Regions from separate parts of the Rattus norvegicus genome. Here region 1 is linked to region 2. A link is a contact called in public Hi-C data. All regions are on one chromosome and are shown on one strand. The core of a region is the stretch at or near the end of the contact, and the rest is flanking DNA. Distances in the headings are between cores, read along the strand shown. Region 1 holds the start of Nab1 (Ngfi-A binding protein 1). Region 2 holds the start of Nemp2 (nuclear envelope integral membrane protein 2).

Region 1 (6,119 bases), core at 1,063-3,562, 170 kb after region 2:
GGTTATTTGTGTCCTCAGAACTTAACTTTGGTATTTAATTAACACTAAACAAGACGTACTGGAGAAAATGAGTAACTTAAGCATACAGGTATTTATGGTAAAATCAAACCAGAAGAAACAAAGCGACTGCAGGGTTCTTTTTTAACAAAAGATAATCCAAATGATCTCAAGAAGAACTATTTGTGTTGCCATGTTCTCTTAGAACGGCCTGGGACTGCCTCCAAGGAATTCTGAAACTGTCTAATCTCTCCCAGAGGGCCTTCAGAGAACAACCCCACTCTGTAATTGTCACCTTACAGAATGTATCCCCTCTCCTCCCACTAAGGAATGAGGGAGGTAGAAGACCCTGCACTGAGACCAGGGAGATGGTGCTTAGGGACAGGAGGGAAGGCATGCCACAGAATCAGTGGCTTCTCCTCCAACCTGTCTCGCACACAGGTCAATACCTCAGGCCTGTCCCACGGTCATGATGACTACAGTGTGCCCATAAAGAACCTGATGCCTAAAAGCTTACAATTTTTTCTTTCATTTTCTTTCCTCCCACCACCTCCCCCAGCAACCATGGGGCATTTAAGCAAAGCAAAGTGGGCCCAGAATGCCATTCTTAATGTGGGAAGAACACGCTATCTAATGTGCCCAGAAAATAAACAAGGAAAGACTTAAGTGGTTAGTTGTAGAAAGGACCAGCTCCAGACACATTTCCTTGTCCTTATAGCCTGCAGCACGGCAGAGGTCCACCCCATCAGAGCATAGCATGCTGGTTATGCCAACTGGACTCAGTTCCAGAGAGGGCTGTGTAGCGCAGGTGAGCTCACCAAGTTCATGAGTCACGAGGTTGCATAAAGCTACATGAACACCTCCCCCAGAGGCTTTTCAGAACCAACAATGTTTGCAAGCCATCCGAGTTCCCAATGAGGAATTAGAAGAATTTTATGGATTTCATTAGCCAGCCAAGAAATTGTCTTAGTAGCCCTGACTGTACTTTAACCACCCAAATCTAATTTCTCTTCACTGACCAGGGGCCGCAGCTGCATAAACACTGGCAATTGGAGTGGTGGGAGAAACTTTAGGCAGTGATTTCTTCTGAAGAATTTGAGGAACTAAGCATTTTTATTTAAAATACCAACTATTCTAGACAGGCTCGTCACCGACAGGGAAGATATTTCAGTTTAAATATATATTTAAGTATGTAAATACTTATATATTTTTGTATTTAAGTATATATCTACTCCATTGACATCACTCATTTGTAGAACATGTTTTTACAAAAAGAAGAAAAAAAAGGGTTTATTTAATAAGGTCTTTTTCTTTCAATATTATTATCCCATCCATTGTTGCAACATAAAGATGTGGTTTGAAGAATTTCTTTTCTCAAAGAATGCCTTGTATCCCCTTCAACCAAGTAGGCACACTTTGGGAGGCCAGCCAGTAAGTGGGGACGGCCTACTAGATAAAGCTCTTTTTTTATATGTACATTAAAACAGGATTCTACCTGTATTGCAGTAAGAACACACCATTAAAAGTTGAAATCTTTGCTTTGACACCCCTGTCCCCAAGGAAGGCAAAAACAGATTTAATTTTTTTTTCTAACATTTTGGCAATAGCTTCAGTTTTAGAGGTGCTTTAACACTTTCTTTGGCTAGAAAAGTTTATGCAAACCAAGCTCAAAATTTCTACACCTTGCCTTAAGAATTCTATTTTGACACATTCAAGACAGCACTGATGGTGTCATTTGCCTACAGGAAGACAACGGAGAATAGCCCTTAAAGTAACCCAAGGTTTCCAGACTTAACAAGGATGGCATTAAGTTACCAGGCCAGAGGTTTCCCTCCTCAAACAAGGACCCGGAGAGGGTGGGGACAGGGCGGAGTGGGAGAGGCGGGACAGGCCGCACCTGCGGTTTTGTGTCGCTCCCCCCTCGCCCCCCACTCTCCTGGGCTGGCCGGGTTGCGGGGCTTGGCAGGCAGCATTGTGAGCCGCTCCACAGAAGCCTGCTCCTCCGACCCGCGTGCGCGCCCCCACCCGCGCGCTCTCAGCTGCCGTGGGAATGGGCCACCCTCGGGACCGCGCCGAGCCTCAGCCCCGCCGGCCCCCACCCCCGCCCCGCGGCCGCCCACGCTGGGATCTGCGTCACTCGGCCGCGCGTGGGCGGGAGCCGGAGCGGCGAATGGAGCAAGAGCGGAATCTCCCGATGTGACAGCGCGCGGGGCGGGGCGGGGGCGGCGGAGGTGGCGGGGGAGGGAGAGGGAGAGGCCGAGGGAGGGGCGGCGGTAGAGGCGGAGGGAGGGTGCCCCGGGCCGCCGCCGCCCGCCTCCACCCGAGCCTCCGCCCGCGCGGCCAAGCGAGCGCCGTCGGGGCGGGCGGGGGACAGAGCGCACGCCCACCACGTCCCTGCCCCCCTCGATGGGCGCGGGGGCGTCCCGGCCGCCGCAGCCGCCGCAGGAGCCCGGCAGAGCCGTTGTCGCGGATCGCTCCGCAGCCGCGGGCCGCGTAGGTACCGGGAGGGCCTCGGGCCGGAGCGGGGGAGGGGGGGCACGGACGCCTGGCTCGGTCGGACCAACGCGTCCTGCCAGGCGGGGGACGCGGGCTGGGTGGGGAGGACGCGCTCGCGGGCCCGCGTGGGGTGCCAGCTCCGCGGCGACCGGGGACTTCCTAAAAGTGCCGCTGAGTCTCCGTTTTCTTCCTGTTATCCGCCCCTTCCTACTGTAGTTGTGCTTTCAAAGCGGAAGGAGAGTTTTGCTTGGAAGTGGCTTTCAGAAACTTGGCACCCAGGTGCAGGGGAAGCCGGAGTCGCCGAGCCTTGAGGCTGAGTGGGGAATGTGCAGACACGTGTAGGACAGAGAAGCTTTGGATGCAGGTGTGTGACCTTATGGGGACAGACACCGAAGTACAGTCAACCCGGGAGATCTGCAAGGAGTCTCCCGGGTAGAGCTGGAATTTGCGTTTGTAGGTTGTGCTGACCAAGTTTTGCGGCGGGCGAGCAGCAGGAACCGTGTCCTGGCTCAGGGAGGCTTGGGGAATTTTGGAGTGCCTGCTAATTTACAATTTGATCCGAAAGAGCAGGTTTGGAGTAAGTTGTCACTACCGATTGGTTTGCCAGTGACGTGCCTGCCAACTTTACGGAGTGCAAAGATCAGAATCTCTAAAGAGATTCTAGGATCTCGTTTAAAAATATTTTGGCAGTTTTAATAGTTAATATTAGATTGCATAGGCGCAGAGGAACCGAATTTAAAAATAGATTAGTCACATCCGAAATGGTTCGCTGTTTTGTACACGCAGCGAATTACCCTTTTTAAATATTCACTTTTTGAAAATTCTTTCTTTATACAAATACGTTATGACATTTATAATTTCTCTGCCGGTTTTAAGAAGAGATATTGGAGAGAGGATGTATAGGATCCAATGTATAGGATAGCCAACCAGAGTGGAGGCTCTCTTCCTGAGATTGAAAAGGCTGCTTCACACCCAGCTTCTGTGCCAGCACAAGTGACTTCCATCGAAGGTTTCTTCCTCCAGCTTGCATCTTTTGAGACATTTCATTCTGTTCTTTCATTAAGCTCAAGCAGATTAATAAATATGCTGTTGAGAATTTGTAGACGGGCAGCATGGTCAGCCTTCCTCGTCTCTGTTTCCTGTGTAGATATTGGAACATTACATCTTGAAAGAAAATAATTTCAAGGAGCGCCAGGGATCTAATTTGTTTCTTTTTTCTTTTCTTTCTTTCTTTCTTTTTTTTTTTTTTTTGACTTGACCATCTTTTGCTTAACCTGCCATTCCACTTCTGAGCATACTTTTTCTCTCCTGAGGCCAAGTCTCCTGTATTAGTGGCAGCAGGAACAAACTTATACACACGAAGCACTGTATATTTTACTTCATTCTGGCCCTTAGATGTGAATATGTTTCGGATGACAAATTCCTAAGATTGATATAGATGATACTGAAATTTTTAGTGAGCTATTATAATAATAAACTCCATCAAATAAGTAAATGATTAATCTTGCATAATCTTAACCTAAACTAAAAGTTTTTCTTTTGTTACTGGTTAGTAACAACCATGCCCTGTAGAAGCCTAGGCTTGTCTCCTTGTCATTATTTAAACAATCAGCTAAAGCACTTCCTATCTCTTTTATTTCAACTTTAAGAACATATGGTTTGTTGAAATTAGTACCGTAGATGCTTTGAAAGAAGAATTTGTTTCATACACTCTAGATTTTAAGAGTAAAAAATGGGTGGATAAAAGCAAGTGTGTTAGAGTTTTGTGTTTGGTGATTTAAATCTGTCTTAGAGTTGGGCCCTGGCTATTTCATTGTAATAAACATGTCTTTGTTGCATTTTTTAAAAAGGAAATCTCTAATTTTGACATAATGCAGATGTGTTTTGTATACCACAGGGCCATCATATATTTGCGTTACTTCCATGAAAGTGACCATCTTATGAACAGTTCCAAATGGTGCTAATGTGCAACTCTCTCCCATGCTCATATTTCACTGTGGATCTTATCAAACATAGTAAAGAACAAAAAGCAGCCATTTGAGTATCCTCTAAGGTTGCCAGCTCCTTCGCTGGGGTCTCACTCGTCTCTCGCCTCCTTTTTCTCATCCTTGAGTAGTCATTATAGTAAGTGCAACTTTCCTTTCTGATCTGACACGTTCAATAACTCATATTGTAGTAGGAGATACCCTCATCTTAATAATGGAACAATAGGGAAATTTCAGAAGCCGATGCTGGGAAAAAAAATCATTACTCTTCATCTTGAGAATTCTCAAAGCTAAAACATATCATTAAGCTTTCAAATAATGTGTCATTTTCCAGCACATTACATCTAGGAGCTGTATGTTAATTCACATGGTATGTCAATACTTTTCACAAAGGAACTTCTGAAGACCGTGAGATTCATATATGTATACACGTTGCCTGCAGTCTACCTAGATGCTCTTAATGCCTGCCAAATGCCTTCTCTATTGGCTGAACTATTCCCAGCTGTCGCTGGTGGTGGTGGAGGTGTTTGTCTGTTGGTATTAATATATAGCTGTTTAATAGACAAGTAAGTCCAATTTACCTTCTCCTAATTTTAAAAAAGCATGTTATAAACCTACCCCTTATTGTTTGGGCTGAATTTTAAAAGAGTCTGTTTAAAAAAAAAAAACCTACTCAGAATTGCAGGAAGAATCCATAGGGAAGAATACTTTAATTATCCCAAATCAGCATAAATCCCTTAGAAGCTGAGGGTGTAATTCATAGCTGTATAAGCAGTAAGACCTGAACTTGTCTTGACTTAAGATTTGTCACTGTGTGCTTGAGAGTATAGCTTGTGCGGAGTGTGCACATAGCTTCTGGTTGACCGTTCAACCCCCAGCACCAACAAAAGCCCAAATACTACCCCATACTTCTGAGTGAGTGTGTCTAAGGATGACTTCTTAGAACTTGATGAGTATTCAGGGAATGCAGCAGTCTTACCTAAGCCAGGAAATGCAACCGAACCACATGGAAACAGTTTCTAGCCTTGAGTTCTGGATTTTAGTATTGGAAGTGAGACATCTGCATGTCCTACAGGGTCCTCCTTTTCTAGGCACTTTTTTGAGTCTCTTCCTTTGCTGTGGCTACTGCTCCCTTCTCCCAGGCCTCTCTGCTTCCGAGCTACTCTCTGAAACTGGCTGGCCAATGTCCTCTTCATATTTAAAAGTTCACTTGTGGGGGCAGCAGATCTCACTTGGATGTTAGGGAGTGGAATTAATACCCCTTCATCTATAAATGATGCATGAGATCTTCAGTAAGTTTCACACAATGCTTTTCAAGAGGTTGCTATTAACTCAAAAGCTCCCAACCTGAAAGTTCAGACTCTGTTGCATAGATAAGTCAGGCCTCATGGGAGATGCTGCTCTTGATTTCTTGCTAGTCCCCGAAGAGTCTTCTGGACTGCCCTGGACCTCCTGAGAGTATATTAAATATATATTCAGAGATGCTAAATGTGTATGTGGCAATCGTTTTTTCAGTATTGCAGGAAAATATTTAAGAATAGACACGAGTCTGTTAAAGGGTAGTGTGATCTATAAGATGCTTGTTACTTATTTGAAACACACTACATTGGACGTTTAGGAACACAGACAAAAATGACCCAG
Region 2 (6,885 bases), core at 1,056-3,555:
GAAATTAGCACATCCTAACGCACATACACAGGTCTGACTCTACGTTCAGCAGACATTTTCTCTGCCGCAGAGGAACTCCAGGCCGTGACTCTGAGATGACCTCTTGCTGGAGTGGAAACATGGGAAGCCATTTCCCATGGATCTGACCTGCTGCTTTCAAATTCAGGGTCATGCTTGATTTGTCCTTTCTCTTCCTCAGACAACTACCTGTTTCCTATGACAAGTATCTGCCTTTTCTACAAATAGGGTAGCAGAGGGCTGGCCTCAAAATGGTGGCTCTTCAAGCCATGGCAGCGGGTCCATGCCCAAAGCACATTCTCAGAGTTGGAAAGGGTCTTTGGCATCATCAGAGGCAACCCCTGACCCCATGCTATCGCAGCTCCTACTCTGTGGTAGAAAGGACCACAGTCTTCCATTACACTCAGTTTCACTTGCTGAGGATACAAGCTTTTGGGCTCAACCAAGGTCTGAAAATATTAAGTAAAACATCTCTCAAAGTAGAAATATGCAAGTTCAAATCATTTTTTCCAAAATATTTAATTATAACTGAATTTTAATAATTGTCTAGCTCTTGTTCTGACTTATAAATCTCTTGCTCTGATATATAATATGCACACCACACACACACACACACACACACACACACACACACACACAGGAAATGTACGGCTTTCAGGCAGTCACCTGCAGTGCTTTTTTAAAAAAAAATACATTTCCTGTGAGTGTGAACATTTATTGTCCAACTGTCTCATCACAAGCTCCTTGTAAAACCACAGCTTTCACAGTAACAGCAGTTCTTAGGCCTAGCTGATCACCGAACACTACAGGACAGTGACCCCTTCCTACCTGCATTTAAGGAATATCTGGAATGGCAAGGCAGAAGTTGCCATTTTTCTCAGCTGTAAACTGCAATTTTATCATCACTTGGGTATCTTACACATCTCAGAGAGAAAAGTCCTGGTGAACATTTACACGTGTCTTTAACACAACTGAGGACTATTGAGCGAGGTGCACCAGCACAGGCCTGTAAACACTTCCCCTGGGTGGGTGGAGGCAGGATTGTTGAACAGTCAAGGCCAGCCTCGTCTATATAGAAAGCTCCAAGCCAGCTAGGACCATAACGTGACCCATTTCAATAGCAGTAAAACTGGAAAAACTGGGTTCCTTGAAGCAAATAAAAGGAGAGGAAAATATTGAAATCTCATTTTACTGATGAGAAAACTCTGGTCTATAAAGAATACCTGCCTATCGATAGAGAATATGCCTCCATATGTTAAATCCAACAACTGCCCAACAGCCCAAGGCTCTAAATGCATCCCTACAACAATGCATCTCTTCTACTAGTCTGCTGTCATGCCCAGGCGTCCTCCTCCTCAAATGGTTTTATATTTTCCCAAGTACCTATCATAGTCACTGCTAAGTCTTTGCTTTGTAGCATGTAAAATGGACATATATGGATAGTCAGTATAAGACACTCCACTTCGAGCAATTCAGCCCTGCATAGCACAGAATAGTTACCAACACATTCCTGTCCAACGAGAAGGTGACCACAGTCTCCTACGGTATAACTCGCTGCAAGGTATGTGAGAAGCTAATAACTGCTCACTGAACATCCATTCTCTGTTTCAGTCTTGGACACCCTACTGGGTTTGTTGGTGTCCGGAGATTATCCAATTAAGTTTTTATCTTGACAGTCTCCATTGAGTCTATGAGTGACCCATGTAATGAAGACTACACACAAGTGATCTTTTAAAGGATATGATGAATGGTAGAAATAAATGTGAAACTCCTGGAGACTGCGTTTTGCAGTTACAACTTTCTAAGCCAGAATCTTAAGCCCTCCAAGCAGTCTGAGCAGCTCCCAGAGGCTTCCTAAGCACCGGGTTCTATACTGAGGCAGCAACAGTATTTTGCATATGACCAGATACCCAAGTCACAGCAGCCAATCAGAAACAGAATCCCAGTTTCATTCTGAAGCTTTTATCTATCCTTCATGAGATTACTGGAGACGGATAATGTAAGGTTTCACACACAATCTGCAGCCAAGTGGCCAACTGTGCGGGTGTCCAGTGGTGTGATCCTGAACAAATCAAATCCTGAAGCATCCGGATGCCCACAGACAGGGGCGGGACCTGGCCGCGCCCACGCGTGACCCTGCGGCCCCGAAGGGAGGCCACCCGCCCGGAGCCGAGGTTACCTGACATTGCCGCCTCCTCCTGGGGCACCGCACCCGCTGGCAGCGTGGCCAGGGGCGGCAGCCAAAGCACCAGCCACCACGACCCGGGGGGCATCACGGCCAGTGTAACGGAAGTGGCGCAGCGGACCCTGGGCGGGAAAACGGAGGTAAGAGTAGCGGGGGCGGAGCCGGCCTCGGCCCCGCCCTTCCGCGGTCCTCCGCGCGACTCGCCCAGTGGCCTCCAGGGGGCACTCACTTGCTTTCCTGCTTCCTGCTCCAGCGCCCGCGTGCAGAGTTGGCGGGCAGTTTAAAACAGAGGCAGGGCTCTCAGAGTTCTGGTGCCAGCCACCCAAAAAGGCAGGCCTTTCACAAGCAGCCTCTCAGAAATAAGACCAGCAAACCCCACTTAAATAAAAGCCTGGCTTGTTTGTTTGTCCCTCCCCTTTCTCCCTTTTCTATAAAATAGCAAAAAATTGGGAAGTTTGATGCTTAAATAAATTGTATCTAAGCTCATGAACACAGTACCTTTCAAAAAGCAAAAGGGTTCACTATTAATAAAGGGTCACTTTAAAAGAGATCTGGAGAGATGGTTCAGTGCTTAAGAGCACTTATTGCTCTTCCAGAGGACCCATGTTTTAGTTCCCAGCATCTACGTGGCAGCAGCCCCAACCATATTGCAACTATAGTTTCAGGGGATCCACTGTCCTCTTCTGACTTCTGCAGGCATATGGTACACAGACATATCCACAAGCTAAGCACCCATACACTTCAATTAAAAGATAAACCTTCTTTTAAAAACGAGGTTGTATTTCAAAAAATTCAAAGATGCAGTGAGTGTTCTAAGCATAACCAGCCTGGCAGAGATGGCAATACTCTGAAGCCAGCCTACTGAAACAGAAGTATCCGAGAAACTGGAATGCCCCACAGGAAACCACCCTGGAAGAGGAGACAGCCGCCACCAACCACAAAAGCATATTCTCTCCTAGAAAGAGACTCACAGAATACTGACAATCAAGATAGTTCTATGTTACAAACAAGCCTTCTTTGGTCTCTGGAAACCTTTCAATGTGACTTACTATTCTATACATGAAACAGGAAAGAAGGGTGTGGTGGCAGTGGACTGTAATCCCACCATTTGAGAGATAGTTAATCATGGGTCAAGGCGAGCCTCAGTGGCATACGGAATCCAAAGCTAGTCTGGCTACACGAGATCTTATTTAACTTTCCTCTGAGCACACGAAGCTAGAATAAGAATTGTGTTCCTTTCGCTAATTCCTCCAGTCTTTCACTAACAGCAATAAGTTCAATGTAATAGAAATCATTTTTTTTAATGGCCCAGCTTCAATTTTTCTTAAAGGTTTAAATAGGAAAGAATGTCTGAATTCTCTAAAGGAGGTTTTTAACCAAATGCCCCATATATATGTATACCTACTATGTGGCTGTAAAAGCTCAGAATTTTCTCTTTAAGAAATTACTAGGGGATGATTTTAAAAACAAACCATCATTATTTGAATCCTTCTTTTATCCATTTTCCCTGGGTCCCTTCAGTATACAACTTTTTGACCCAATTTTGTTCAATCTGGTTTGGTTAATTTGGGATAGTGCTAAGGAAAGCAACGGAAAGAAACACATGACCAAATGACTATTTACTTTCTCACAGCTGTCTCCAGTAGACAGAGAACAAGCAGAGATGTACTGTTTACAGGGCTTCTCTAAAAAACAAAACCACCTAATTACTAAATTGGTAGATGAATTTAGTAGGTTGTTTTCTTTTTTTGTGTAATTTAGGAATATATCAACCAATTGTTCTATTTATTACACAGCATGAACAAATACAAAATCAAGACAAGCATTTTCCAGATCTTGTTGACAAGCCTAATTGGAAAACAGAGAGGCAGGACCAGGAGTAAAGAGACCAGGAGTTAAGAGACCAGCTAGGCCTCATGGAGACCTGACTCAAACAGAAATAAGCAGGGCTGGTAGCACACATCAAGCTCTGGACATCACAAGTGCACACACACATACATACGTAAAAAAAAAAAATCCCCCATCTCCAACGGCTCATTCTAATCTGTCTGGGTATTTATTAAAGGTAATAAACTTGCCTTTATTACAAGTTTCTGCAAACTAGAAAATTCAGAGATCTATTCCAATTACCTTCTAAACCAAACTACTCCAAATACTAGTTACATTGCCTCTCAGCCCTGGGCTTGAGGCTTCTAAAGTTCACAGAATGCTTTGACTAGTTCTCCAATCTTTGGATAAATTTAATCATTCACATGAATCCAAACAGAAGGTGCAGTAACGTCTGAATGGCACACTCTTCCCTTTCTACTCATTTCCTTCCAGCCTGTGTTGTCTCTGCTCAATCCCAACAAGTCTTCTCATCCTTGCTATAGGATCTCTCAGAACGGACAACAAAGACTTGCGGACCCTTCTCTTGGGAAAGGCGCTTTGAACTTCCCTCGAAATTCTTTCACTTCTGTTCTCCACAGGTCTTCTCTGAATCCGGAGACGGAGGCTGCGACGATGTGCTGACCGCTTGGCACTGGGGTTCAGGGCTAGCGTTTTCATGACTTTTATTAGTGTTTCTGGTTGTAGGACTTCTGAATCAGCGGATGTGTCCTCTTCATTTTCGTCTGAGGGGTTTCTGGGTCCACAGCTGAGTCAACTTTCTCTGATGGCTTCTCCATGGTGGTGGGCAGAAGACCCAAAAACTATCTCAGAACAAAACTGCTTAGTGTTTGAAAAGCCCTAAACCCAAGCCCCAACTAGTAGAGATGAAGTGAGTCTTGTAGGTTGTCTCGAAAGGTAAAAATATAAATTGACAATAAATATTTAATATCCCTGGCTATGGCAGCTACTTTCGGTTGTCAATTGACTACATTGGAAATTAATTAAAATCCAAATGGCTGTGTACACTTATGAGGACTTTTTCTTAAATCATTTGAAGTGGGAAGACATATTTCTACTCCAGATCTTTCAAGGTGAGAAGATCCACTTTGATCTGGGCCACACCCTTGACTTTAAGGTATATAAAAGACATAGAAGAAGGAAGCTTGTTTTTTTGTTTGTTTGTTTGTTTGTTTTTTGTTTTTTGCTTTTTACCTGACTCCTCTTGCTAAGTCCATTCCTTTACTGTTATTAGAGCTTACCTGAAGACCAACTGAGACATCCATCCCCATAGACTGAATAACTTCTGGATTCTTGGACCTCCCATTAATAAACAGCAATTGTTGAACTAGACGCCACCTAGTGAGCCATTCTGTCAATTGTATTCCTCTAGAGAACCCTGACTAATACAGATTTTTGGTACCAGAAATGGTTATAAAGCAACAAAAGCAAGTATATAAGGATGAACATAAATTTTTTAAGTATCTGAAATAAGCTTTCCAATTTGCTAACATCTATAGTTACCAAAGCATCTCCAGTTATCGATGCTTCTCCTAGTGGCTTGGAGAATAACTGAAATCCCATGGTGTAAGCTATTTACAAACTTGAGGAGACAAACACATTTGATTATCCTGATTCACCAATTATGAGAGGCAACGGATTTGGTGACTTTGTATATACAACTTTTGGCAGTGAAGATGCTGGTTGGCTACCCCTAACATCTCTGGATAAACAGACAAAGGACATAAATACACTTCATGATAAAGTTAAGCAACTTCTACCTTACCAGAGTATGGACTGTGACAACAGTGAACTGGTGGGAAAGATGATCAGTTCGAGAGGTGTGTAAATAGTCTAAAGGTTTCTAAGTGTAGCCTGGGAAAGAATCTTCTCTCCAGAAACAACAGATCTCAAATGCAAAACCCTTAGTTTAAGATGGGCTGAATTATAGCAATAACTCAATTCCAGACCTTGGAGAGCATCATCCATTAAAGTGGGGCATTAACTGGTAAAGAATGGGATCCTGTAACGTGGGATGGAAATGTGTGGGAGGACTTTGGACCCTCAGATTTTTAGGGGTTTATATCACTTGAGGAAGCGGATGATGTACTCCCACCTCCACCACTGAAGCATTGCCTTTTCTGCTGTTGACTGGGGAAATTAATCCTCCACTGTCTGCTAAACAAGCAGTGACTTTCCTTGAAGAAAATGCCAGCCAAGACAATATTGATGTCCCTTGGGAACTCACCTTTAGACTTAAGCCAGACATAACTAGACTTAAGGCAAAGTAGGCTTCTAGAGGGGAAGTAGAAGGTAGTTCTTGAGGAAGTGCTCTATACTACCAAAGGGCTTAATGATTTGCCAAGTCGTTCACAAGTCTGGGGAATATGTGTGGGAATGGATTTTAAGGCTGTGGGATAATGGTGGAAGGAATGTAAAACTGGGTTGGGCTGAGTTTATTGATATGAGTGGAGATTGTAGGTTTAATATGGAAGCGTGTACAGTTTTTAAAAAGTGTCAAAAGTTTGTTCAAATGGTTGGCTCGAGCCAGTGCCAAAAGATGGCCTACTGAAAAGGAATTGGAAATGTCTGACTCCTTTTGGCTTACTGAAGAGATTCGAAGGCCCTGGGAAATTGTGATGGTACTGTGGGTACGCTGTGCAAATCCTAATCTTTCTCAATGGGAAGGCCCATAAGGTATGCAATTCATTGATGTTATAAGACAAAAGATGCTGAGAGGGGCGCATTAGGAGCATTTTGTCGTCATTCTATTCCTTATGCCAGACCTTAGAGTTGGAGACACCGTTGGTCAGTTG

The links. Hi-C and Micro-C count contacts between places; a contact is called where the count stands out from the background.
Region 1: a Hi-C map of the A7r5 cell line shows a contact between it and region 2, with 5 times the contacts expected there. The contact joins the promoter of Nab1 here to the promoter of Nemp2 in region 2. A contact is called at or near these places in 11 of 12 Hi-C or Micro-C datasets (the A7r5 cell line, the Rat2 cell line, Schwann cells and 7 more).

What each region holds. Positions count from the first base shown.
Region 1 is chr9:56,543,330-56,549,448 of GRCr8, forward strand. It overlaps Nab1 (Ngfi-A binding protein 1), which reads left to right and starts at 2,313. Exons shown (of 8, transcript NM_022856.5): 1 at 2,313-2,490.
Region 2 is chr9:56,370,188-56,377,072 of GRCr8, forward strand. It overlaps Nemp2 (nuclear envelope integral membrane protein 2), which reads right to left and starts at 2,306. Exons shown (of 9, transcript NM_001134642.1): 1 at 2,198-2,306. The coding sequence starts at 2,291. It also overlaps the pseudogene LOC134480288.